Linked DNA regions of Mus musculus: region 2 is linked to region 1. The links are chromatin contacts, called in public HiChIP or PLAC-seq maps. All regions are on one chromosome and are shown on one strand. The core of a region is the stretch at or near the end of the contact, and the rest is flanking DNA. Distances in the headings are between cores, read along the strand shown. Region 1 holds the start of Skap1 (src family associated phosphoprotein 1). Region 2 overlaps Skap1 (src family associated phosphoprotein 1).

What was found. HiChIP or PLAC-seq counts read pairs in DNA pulled down with a chosen protein or histone mark.
Region 2: an H3K27ac HiChIP or PLAC-seq map of embryonic stem cells shows a contact between it and region 1, with 3 times the contacts expected there. The contact joins the enhancer-like site here to the promoter of Skap1 in region 1. A contact is called at or near these places in 4 of 39 promoter capture datasets (the HPC-7 cell line, embryonic stem cells, stem cell-derived epiblast-like cells and 1 more), 2 of 115 datasets of contacts at active chromatin or transcription factors (both in embryonic stem cells) and 1 of 9 other capture datasets (embryonic stem cells).

The regions. Positions count from the first base shown.
Region 1 is chr11:96,462,382-96,467,760 of GRCm38.p6, forward strand. It overlaps Skap1 (src family associated phosphoprotein 1), which reads left to right and starts at 2,210. Exons shown (of 12, transcript NM_001177899.1): 1 at 2,210-2,369. The coding sequence starts at 2,324. It overlaps Gm11529 (predicted gene 11529), which reads right to left and starts at 2,166. Exons shown (of 3, transcript NR_033524.1): 1 at 1,708-2,166; 2 at 1,190-1,234.
Region 2 is chr11:96,695,843-96,701,834 of GRCm38.p6, forward strand. The region is part of intron 4 of Skap1 (src family associated phosphoprotein 1); the gene reads left to right. Among named protein-coding and RNA genes, the nearest start is that of Snx11, 79 kb to the right of the region's middle. Within about 2 kb of position 1,844, at least 19 of the 459 cell types and tissues checked have an H3K27ac peak or open chromatin away from gene starts, as enhancers often do. A contact at or near this core is called in embryonic stem cells, where this site is marked.

The DNA of each region.
Region 1 (5,379 bases), core at 960-3,459:
GGACTCTTGACTATCTCGGGTGTTTTTTTTTCTTTGCCTCTCTCCACCTCCTGCAAGACTCCTTCATGTCGTTTCCATGGCTACCCCCAATCAGATTTGGCTTCCTGCGAAATTGGATTTCAAAGGAGGACAGGGCTTCAAAGGAATTTGTCCATTTAACAGAATGTCATTAGGAGTGAGGCTGCCTGCTGAACCAGGGCCCTCAGATGATTAAGGAGGGGCAGCGCTCATGTGTGGAGGCAGGCTTCTGTCTGCAATGAGGAGCCTTGATGCAACATGACAATAGCGTATTGGAAACTGCCAGTCACCAGCACACACCACCTGACTTACACCTCCCTCTACCTCCATCGCTCCCAAACCCAGTCATCCACAGGGGAAGAGATGCAAGGAGAATATCTACCTTGTGCGGTTTTGCTTCTCCCTAGGTGGCAGGAAGCCTGGGGTTCTGTCCTTTGTCAGACAACTCCTGAGCACCTACCCTATGTGACCATGCTGACCAATGTCCTTAAATAAGGGGACGGGGCACTCTGGGTTCTCTTCAGATCCTAGAAACCTGCCTTTTACTAAAGAAAGAGGGAAGGGCTGTCCTTCTTTTCCCATTGCTGGAAGAAAAATGGAGGAAGTTTGTGCACTAGAGAGGGAAGCCTACCGCCCCCCTTTTGAAGAACAGTTTTATGTTTACAAAAAGAAGCATGTGTGTGAGCCACATAGCCTCCATGTTTAAACATGCACGCACCCCAAGTGATTTTAGAGCAACTTCAGTTTTATCTGGGAGACAGCAAGGTAGGAGGCAGCCTACACCCCCTCTGGAGCCTGGAAGAGGCAGCCCAAGCCTGTCACTATAGCTTCACCCAGTAAGAAGCAACACCATGGATTTGGGTTCTCTGGTGACCCCGACCGGGTTCTATCCCTTCAGTTCAATTTATTGCAACTTATAGGTGGGTTGTGAGGCCCTGAAACCAAGACCACTCCTTCTCAGGCGTCAGGACATGCTAAAGGCCACCAAAGTCCTTAAAAGTGAGGGTTCCTAAACTTGAGACTGCATCTTCCTGGGGTGTGTGCACACACTTATTCCAGGAGACATATACACCTGCCCTGTGCCCTTCTGAACGGTTTCTTGTCTTTGCTCTGCCTTCTACATTGAGATCAATATTATCTCCACCCCCAGGCAGATTAACAAATCGCTTACCTTCCTCCCTTCATGTGTTCCAGGACCACTCCCAATCCTTCTTACCTATTATGGGGATAGAATAGAATGAGAGAGGGAGAGAGGGAGAGAGGGAGAGAGAGAGAGAGAGAGATATGCAGGGGTCACATAATTACAGATAATTTTCTACCTGCAAAGTCTCCCCACCCTTGTAAAACCCCGGAGTCTGGTATTTAATACCAACAGGCATGCGCCAGTCCTCCTCTTGCTCTTTCGTATACCGTCCATGCTGCTCTACTTTCTTCAAGGCCTGTTGTACTATAAAATACCAATCAAATAAACAACCTTTGAGTACTTGTTCACTCACAAGCGGTCCACAAAAATAACAAAGGGTTCCACGTACCACTGCCCAAGTTCGTGCTGTAGCAACATCTTTGGTACCTACTACCACCCAAACTTGATCACTGACTGGCTGTACTTTGAGCGGGGAAGGGCACAGCCCTGTGATCTCGTTGATCACTTTCTTCCTTCCTCTGTTCCGAGAAAGAGCTGTTTCCCACCTTCTCTCAGCCTTTCACCTCCAGAGGGAAGGACATTCCCTCCGTGTCTCTCCATGGGTATTGCCTCTGATGCTGAGTCTTTCAAATGTTGGCGATCGGCATTGTCGCTGGGACTCCAGATTTTAATTTCTAACCAGCAGGGCTTTCCCCGACAGTGCGCTGGATCAGAACTGAGGCACTATATCTTTGGCAAGGACCAAGCTCTTTCTTGGATTCTGCCTCTGCACCCCAGTCCAGGAACAGCCATGGCCTTTTAAACCTACAGCCCCAAGGTCAAACTGCTCAGTGTTTAGATGTTTCCGCCAAAACCTAGCCTCCAAGGCTCTTGGGAATCTAGGCAATTTTTTGGTGAGGGGCTCAAAGGGCCACGCCATTGACTTTGCGTGCCACCTCAGTGGCACCAGTGCACCTGCGCCCGGGGTCCCGGGCTCCCGCCGCCGGCTGCGCGCGCCGCTTCCTGAGCGCGCGACCGGCGGCCCCGCCCAGCGCCTCCCCCCCCCCCCCAGGCGACAGCCGAGGTACAGGTGCCTGGGGTGCAGCTCGCTGCGCCCGCCGTCCGAGCAGGCACACGTCCCTTATCCCGCCTTCTGCTGCGGCCGCCCACTCGCTTCGCCAAATGCAGGCTGTCGCCCTCCCGGAGGAGATCTGTTGGCTCCTGGAAGGTAACTAACTCCTGGTTCAGTGCCAGACCTCTGTCCTGACCCATCCCGTCCGGGAGGGCCTCTCAGTGCTGGGCTGAAGGCAAGAAAGGAGACACTAGGGTACTAGTTCTTTAGCCTGGTCACTTACCTACTATAAGTTCCAGGCTTCCAGAGTCCTTAATCCCCCAATTGTCCCCAAAGCCCTAGCCTCTCTCTCATCCTCAAGGTCCCCACCTCTCCCTTGAGTTACATATTTTCTGTTCCTTCTAGGCATCTGTATCACTTCCAGATGCATCAACACTTCCAGGTCTCTAAGGTCTTACGGGTCAGTTCATGGCCTCCCTTGACACCTTGCTTGGTCTTGAACCTGTCACCCCGGGAAATCCCTGAGGTGTGCAGTGATTAGGTCTCATCCTTCCCAGTCCTGACTCCTCACCTTGTGGAAGACCCACACCTTTCTGGGTAGACATCTCCTAGGCACACAGTAGGGCTCTGGAGATTTATGGTCTTTGGGCCAAGCCTGGTGGTTAGGGGACGTCTTATAAGTGTGAGAGTCATTTCCTAACCTGAAGACTTCTAGGGGTGTCATAAACCTCAGAGTATGGTGTCCTTCCCTTCCCTAAGTGTCCTGTTGTGATGGTTTCACCTTTAAAACTGTCCTTTACAGTTAAGGTCACACTTTCCGACACTCAACATACACTCCGAAGAGACTTCCCTGATGGACGGTATCTTGTGCTTGGCTCCCATGGTGAAAATCAGTTTTACTCATTTTCCTATGACTGCCCTTCCCTTCCTGGGAGGACAGAAACCTGGAATCTGCAGTTGCATAAGGGTCTCAAGAGGAAACCGCTCAGAATTAAGCCTTTCGGCATCCAGGCGACACATCTGACACATCGTTAACAGATGGCCTGCTTTGGGCAGGTCATGATTTTGGCAAGCTGCATTCTTTCCAGTTTCTCTCAATTTAATTGGTTTTATATCTCCATTACCTTGTTATCTTGGGTATAAATGCCTCCTAATCAAGGATTTGGCCAGTGCTTTTGGATTCTGTCTGTAGCCCTGTTTCTATTCTGGATAGCGTCTCTGTAAGAGTTGGCGGCTATGTGTTTCTTTTGAGGCGATGTTTCAAAAATCTATTTTAGAAAAAGGTTTTTATCTATTTTTGGAGTGTATTGTGTGGGTGTGCATGTGCCACAGCCTGTTTGTGGAGTTCGGGTGGCAACTGTTGGGAGTTGGCATTCATCTTGCATCTTCTGGTGATGGGGATAGAACTCATGTCTTCAGGCTTGGTGGCAAGCACCTTTAGTCACCACCACCCTCTCTTGTACTTAGGGGATTGAATCTAGAACCTTACACAGGGTCATTAGACATTCCACTACTGAGCTATGTTCTCTAAATTATCTAAAAATCCACTTAGCTTGTAAACCAAGAAACTGTAGAAATAAAGTTATTTGGAAGATAGAAGAAATCACCAGGCATCTAACGAGATTTAGCCAGTGCTGGTTCAATATTAGGTACATAGAGGAAGTTGTACAATTGTCTTTGGTTTTTAGAGAAGGAATTGCAGCCACAAGTTGAATTCTACCCTTGTATTTAAAGACCGAGTGTCTCTTTTTATTGGTGTCAGTCATTTTATGAGAAGAAACCCACTTTACAAGCTTGCTAAATGTCACTTCAGTTTGGTGCACAGGCATCAATAGAAAAATTCCCTCTTATTTTCAGAGGCTAGCAACACAGTCCCCTCCTCCGACATTTTTGATGTGCAGTTCTTTATTGTTCAAAACTGACACTTTGGTAAACAACTCATTTTTGCACCTGCCGCCTTCCTTTAGCTCAGATCGTTTTCTTGTTAGCTGACTGTTTTTAATTGAAGTCTTCAGATCTCCTTCTAAAGCAGAACCTTTGTTTGCTGACAAGCAGAGCCGGGTATGAATGGAGATTAATTGCGTGTCACATACTTCTGTATCAAACTTGCTGTGTCTTAACAATCTCTGATAGTGCGCGGGTCTTTAGAAGATAGGGAGGAGTCTGAGGTTCCACTGTGAGGTGCTTCACTGGTTAACTGTTTCTTTAAAGCCATCCCTCCCTTTAAACGTGTAATTCTGCTCTTGATTCTGAAGTGGAGGGAAAAATATAAAGTGGGATATAACCAATGATTCTATTGAAAAGTGGTTAAAAATATGTTTTTGAAAGATTCATGTGATGATAATAACATATTGGCTATAGGTTTTTGTTTTTAATGGAATGCGGTCTCTATCGTAAAACAGTCAAATGATTCTCTGTGTTACAACTTGTGAATATTAGACATCTAAAATGGCTGTCAATTTGTTGTCTGGGTCTGGTTATACGCCTCCTCCCACCACACACTTCTTAAGGTTCACCGTTAGCAGTTAAGAAATCTGTAGGTCCTTGATCTCTATATAGTCACTCAGTGGGAGGGAGTCACAGGATATGAGCTGTGACTGTGGCTGCCACACAGCACGGGGGTGGAGTTTCCCCAGTGAGTTACTGCTTTCATAAACCAAGTCAGACGCATTTGCACAGTGATTTAATGCCGGCCATCACAGCCATAACTTAAACATTTATCTATTTGTAACAATAGGAGCATAAAATGACAGGGACATTTTTTTGATATAATGTGTTCGCTTTTAAAAAAATAAAATATGCAAGACACTGTGCAAGGTTTATACCGAGATTTTTGCATAATGAAGGTCTGGAATTAATTTTAAGTATAAAATTTTAAACATTTGAAGATGTCTCATTTGACGTGGAAGTCCCACTTCTAGGAATGTGATATAGAAATTAAATATATGTTTATATATTGCAGATGTCAATGAGGTGGGAAAAGTAGGTGATGGTCAATTGGATCATGGGACATCCATCTTAGTTTGCATCAAAAGAACTTGGAGATCTGTGTGTCTGTCTGACGTCTGTCTATCTTGGCTTGCAGTATGTCCATGGAGTGTTTTTAAGACTAAAAAGATGTAATAAACAACAGCACATATAATGATCCTTTTTCTATTTGAAACCA
Region 2 (5,992 bases), core at 594-3,093, 230 kb after region 1:
CAGTCAGCTGATGGGTCAGGGAGCTAATGAGGCTCCCGCTGTATGCGGAGAACAACTAAGGCCGAACTCACAGCAGTACCTGTCTAGTCAATCAAATAGACACTGATTGTGCTTGATTATCTAGGTTTTTTTTCCATAAGCATTTTTAATTTCTTCTATTATCCCATTTCTCCCCCCCCCCCCCACGGTGCATCAAAGAAATTACGTGAGCTATTTCTCAAATACAAAAAACCCTCAAATGTATAAGAAAGCAACATAACGCGTCTGCTTACATAAAAAGCATAGCGTATAAAAACCATTCTCCCCCCCACTCCACACACCCCCCCCCCCCCCGCCAGATTGCTCTTCGGGATCTTGTTGGGGTAGAACCAAGTGGGAAATGCAGTGCCCAGATTTCAGCAAGCTGAGTTTGACTCTGGGGGAGAGGAGATGGGAAGGGCACTGTCCCCGCAGGCCTGGAATTAGAGACTCGGGAGTGGAGGCGGCTCTGTGCCTTCCGCCTTTGTTTTCTTGGTGGTGGTGGTCTTGGGTTTCACTTGGTGGGGAGAGAAAAGCCTCATGCTGATAATGTACTGAAAGTAAATGAAATTAAATAAGCGAAGCGTGCTCATCACTACTTCCTCCCCCCTGGGTAATTCAATTCAAGCTCTGTCTGCGATGGCAACTCACAGGGGCTGTCTCTGTCACCCCGCTGGGGCCCGGAGTCTTAGCATCTAAATAAAAGTTTCACTCAAGCATTTTTTATGCTCCTGCCGGCAGGATCAGTGAGCTGGTGTGGGCACATTAATGTAATATTCATACGCACAGATTCTCCCCGCACACAAGGCGATGTCTTTCCATTTTCATAATTATAAATGTTCCACAAAATGGCATTTAGATTTGCATTTAAAAATAAAAAATAAAAAAAGAGGAGGTTTGAATTCCAATAAGACTCTTAACATGTCTTTTGTGATTCAGACTTTTAACAAGAAACTCTCTACATTTAGCAAGACCTTTAAAAAGAAGACACTTGTGGCGAGACATAGCTTGAGGAATCCCATCTCTCTTGGCCCCTGTGTCTTTCATTTGAATCTGAGACCTCCAAGAGGAATTTTTTGAACAGTGCTTCAGAGAAGAACCTCCTTGCAAGCACTTTCCCTGTTGTTGGTCCTCACCTCACATGACCTCCCACCTGAAGAAAGATCACATGACCTCCCCCCTGCAGAAGGATCACATGGCCTCCCAACTGCAGGACGATCACGTGACCTCCTGCCTGCGGGGAATCCCCGCCAGTTCTTGGAGGGTTGTTTTCAGTGGGGTTAGAATGTCAGACTGCTGGGAGTAAAAACAGAAAAACCCTTGGGGGGGGGGGGGAAACTTTCATTTGCTGTGGTTCATGTCAGACATGTACCCCAAGACCCATCTGAAAGGATTTATGCCAAACACAAAGTTTACTCGCCATAAAAATCCACAAATAAAAAAAAAAAAAAAAAAACAAAAGCAAAAAAAAAAAAAAAACAAAACAAAACAAAAAAAAAAAAACGGCAGCTGGGTGTGGCCAGCCTAGGCTACCCTCCAAGTTCCAGACCAGCCAGGGCAGCATAGTGAGATCTGTCTCAAAAACAAATAAGGAGGAGCAGAGAGGGAGAGACTAAGGGGCCCAGGGAGGATAGAAGGAAAAGAAAAGTCTATGCACAAGGAAGTTAGCAAGAAGACAATTGGATAAAAACAAATAAACAAACAAAAAGCAATTTCGTAAAGCTAAAAGAAGACCCCTGTTTTAAGGGTGTGTCTGTTCATGAGCGTGTGCCTGTGGGTATGCGCATGTGCACAAGTGAGTGCAATTGCCTGTGCAGGCCAGGGACATCAGATACCCCTAGATCTGAAGTTACAAGCAGTTGAAAGCTACTGAACATGGGTTCTGGGAAGCAAACTCTAGTCCTGTGCAAGAACAGCACATGCCATCTCTCTGACCTCGCAGGGGTGTGTGTGTGTGTGTGTGTGTGTGTGTGTGTGTGTGTGTGTGTATGCATGTTAAGGTTTTGGTTTGTTTTTTTTTTCACTCATATAATTTTTATTTCTCATGCATTGGTGTTTTGTCTTCGTGTATATATGTATAAGGGTATCAGATCACTTTAGGATTGGATCTGCCATGCAGGTGGGAATTTAACCCCGGGTCCTCTGGAAGAGCAGCCAGTGCTCTAACCACTGAACCATCTCTCCAGCCCCGAGATTTTTATTTTTATGTGTCTGCATGCGTGTATGTATGTGCAGCTCATAAGGTCCTGGTGTCTTCAACGTTTAGTTGAGGGCCTCAGACCCTTTGGGACAAAAGTTGCAGCCTTTGAGACACTATGAGTGTGCTGGAAACCAAAGCAAAAACAGGGGGAACCCTTAAACACACAGCATCTGCTCCAGCCCTGTGATCTGTTTTTAAAACTAGGCCCGAAACAGCTTAGAAGAAAAATGGCGATCTTAATTGTGAGTTGGTTTGTGTGTGCATGCATTTTTGAAATGCTGAGACTTGAACTCGGGGACTCACACAGGCTAGGCAAGGCGAGCACAGGTCCACTGAGCATCAATTTTAGCTCAAAATATTTTATTTTTTTAAACAAAGAAGCTAATAAAAGCACTGAGCAAAGGCAGGCTTCCCAGCCACTGCTGAGGAGATGCCGGCAACTGTGTGGTACAAAAGTCACTGACTGGCAGAAAAGACTCTTTCACCCTTACGTTTGAAGACACACATGGCTGCCCGCTTGATTCATTTGTGGTTGTGCCTTATTTTGTTATGCGTGTTTGGTTTGATTGTTGGGGTTTTTTGTTGTTGTTTTTTTGGCGATATGTTTTAATTATGTGTGTTGGAGGGAGGCGGAGGGATGTGGACATGAGTACCTAGAGAGGCCAGAAAATGGTGTCATCCTTTGGAGCTGGAATTACAGTGACTTTGAGCTGCCTGGTGTAGGTGCTGGGTGTGTGTGTGGGGGGGGGGGTTGTTTGTTTGTTTGTTTGTGTTTCTTTGGGGGAGTTTGGGGGGTTGTTTGTTTTTATTTGTTGTTGGGTTTCTGTTGGTTGGTTGCTTGGCTGCAGTTGTTGTTTGGAGTTTGAGGCTTTGGATTTGTTTTGTTTTGTTTTGAAACAGATCACACTATGTAACCCTGGCTGGCCTCGAACTTGCTAGGTAGAACATGATAGCCTTGAACTCACAGAATTCACCTGCTAATGCCTCCTAAGTGCTAAGATTAAAGTTGTGCTCACCTGGCTTGCTATATATATATATAACTTTTTTTTAAAGTAATTTTTGTCTGTTTGGTGGGTTTTTTTAATACAAGGGTTTTTTGTTTTTGTTTTTTTTAAGACAACGTTTCTCTGTGTAGCCCTGGCTGTCCTAGAGCTAACTCTGTGGACCAGGCTGGCCTCAAACTCAGAGATCTGGCTGCCTCTGCCTCTAGAGTGCTTGGATTAAAGGCTTGCACCTACACTGTCTGGAGAAGTAACATTTTTTGAGATTATAACACAATGATGCTATTTCTCCATTCTCATTCCTGCCTCCAAACCCTCCCATGTACTCATGCTTGCTCTCCCTCACATTCGTGGCCTCTTTCTTCACTAATTGTGATTACATGCACATATGTATATTACATTTGTAATCTTAAATGTAACCTGCTCGGTCCCTATAACATTATTTGTATGTATGTTTTCAGGACTGATGGTTGGCACTGGACAACCAATTGATGTTCTCTTCCCTAGGGAAGGCCACTCTTTCCACTCCCGGCTTTCCTCAGATTCCTAAAGTTCTTTGGGTAGGGTGGAGGCCTTGTGGACCTTCCCCTGTCTGGATTGGCATGTCTGTTAGTGTCACTGTATATAGCTCACATTTGGGCAGGCGTTGGTGAGACTTTATGAGTGTAGCATCCGACATTTCTAGGAGACAGAATCTCACAGTGAAGTCCCTAATCCTCTGGCTCTTACAAACTTTCCATCCCTTCTTCTCAACATTCCCAAAACGTTAAGTACAGAAGTATTTTTGTAGATGTAGCCAATGGGGGCTGGGCTCCACAACTCTAAATTTTGACTGGCTGTGTGTTGTGTTAAATGTTTAATCTCAGTCAGGGGTTTCTACCCCACATTTAATCATTCTGTTCCCAGATAGAAGACACACAACTTTTATATTTATAAACCTTTAATGTAATAGAGCTGGGCAGGTATCTACCCTCTAAGCTATTGTGTCTACTTCCCTGTCAATAACCCCAACTCATAACTTACCATGTTCCATCTGGGCCGCTCATCACTCCAACTGTCCAGCCCTCATGGCCACGTTTTCATGACAGGCCTAACCCATGGCATCTTCTCCTCTCTCTTTCCCTTGTGCTCTCTTCTCAGACTCAAAGCCCAGGAACTGAAACCTCACCTACCTCTCTTCTGCCCAGCTATAGACTGTCTGAATCTTTATTCAAACAACCATTTTAAATGAAGGAACAAGGTCACATAGCATTACTTTGTGTATGGTCACACTGTCTGGTTGCCGGAGCATTGGGGGGGGGGGTGGGAGGGCTAGTATTTAGCATTGCAATACATAGCAACAGACCAAACCTCAACAACTGTGCTTTTCTGTAGTGAAGAGCAAAAAGAAGTTTCCTGGATAAGGAGTGAAGGCTACACTTATCTGTGGTATAAGGACAAATATTTATAGATGTCATTAGGGATTATGTTGATTTAGTAAGTTAGAGGTTGTAAATTCTCCTCCAATAAGCATGGCTTTGCTGGTACTGAGTAGTTAGCTCTAGTACCAGGAGCGACTCTCCTCTTGTTGAACAGATTTTAAGTCCAATTTGAAAACTTTTGGCTACTGCCAAGGTACATGGGCCAGTATTGCACCTGTAAGCTTATTGGGCCACCCTGGTCCTCAGTGTGGTTCGTAGGTGTCACAGCTGGTTAGGGCTGTCGGTTGACTAACTCCTTTGGAAATTCACATGGTGTCGTCATAACTTTTTAAGAAATAGCATTTTTTATTTATTCTCTGAAAACTGTATAGATGTAGACAATGTGTTTTGAGTTGTTTGCTTTATAAACTTTGAAGTAAAACAATTGGGTTGGAGAACTAAAATATCAATGATAAGCTTCTGCTAGCCCTCTCTCTTCCATCTGTCCTAAGTCAGAAAGGTAAAGTTGAGGTCAGTGAGCGAGCTCTTCTGTCAAAGGCACTTGTAGAGTCTGACAACCTAAGTTCAATCCCCAGGACCCCGTATGGTAGGAGGTGAGAACCGGCTAAACACACACACACATGCACATATGCATGCACACAGATACACACATACACATATGCATGCACACACGTACACATATGCATACTGCACACACATAGATGTGCTTACACACCCACACACACATGCACGCGTATACACACGCGTGATAAATAAATGTCACTTTAAAAACGTTTCAAGAAATGTGAAGTTGAGCTGGGGTTTTAGCTTAGTGGTTGGGTATGTGGCAGAGAAAAAAGAAGAAGGCAGGAGACAGGAGAGGAGGGAGAAAAGAGGGAAACGTTGAGTTATGGTGTCCTGGAGTTTCTAGGGAAGCTCACCACAGTGGTCCATGCTTATAACCTCGACGTTCAGGATGTGGAGACAGGAGGATTACATGACCCAGGACAGCTGAAGCTGTTGTTCTTTGTTTTATTATTGAGAAGTAGCTTCTCTCCTTAATCTTTCACCCCTCCTTTCTGTGAAGCAAGCGTATAAGCCCCAGGCAGGAAGATGAATTAGGAGTTTGGCATCTCAATAAATTTGTACCTAAGGAAACTATTAAAAGCCAAGAATGTCACTGTCCAGCAGTTAAAGGTTGATGTCAGCCCCAAGGTCTCCTTTTTTTTTTTTCTAAAGCTTCTATGATTCTTAGACACATGAACATGGCCCATACTTTTAAAAACCCAAGATCTAGTGGCTATTGCCAAATTTGCCTTGCGTAACCCATCTTCGTAAGCTTCACAAAATTTACATTCCCCAAAGTAGCTGTC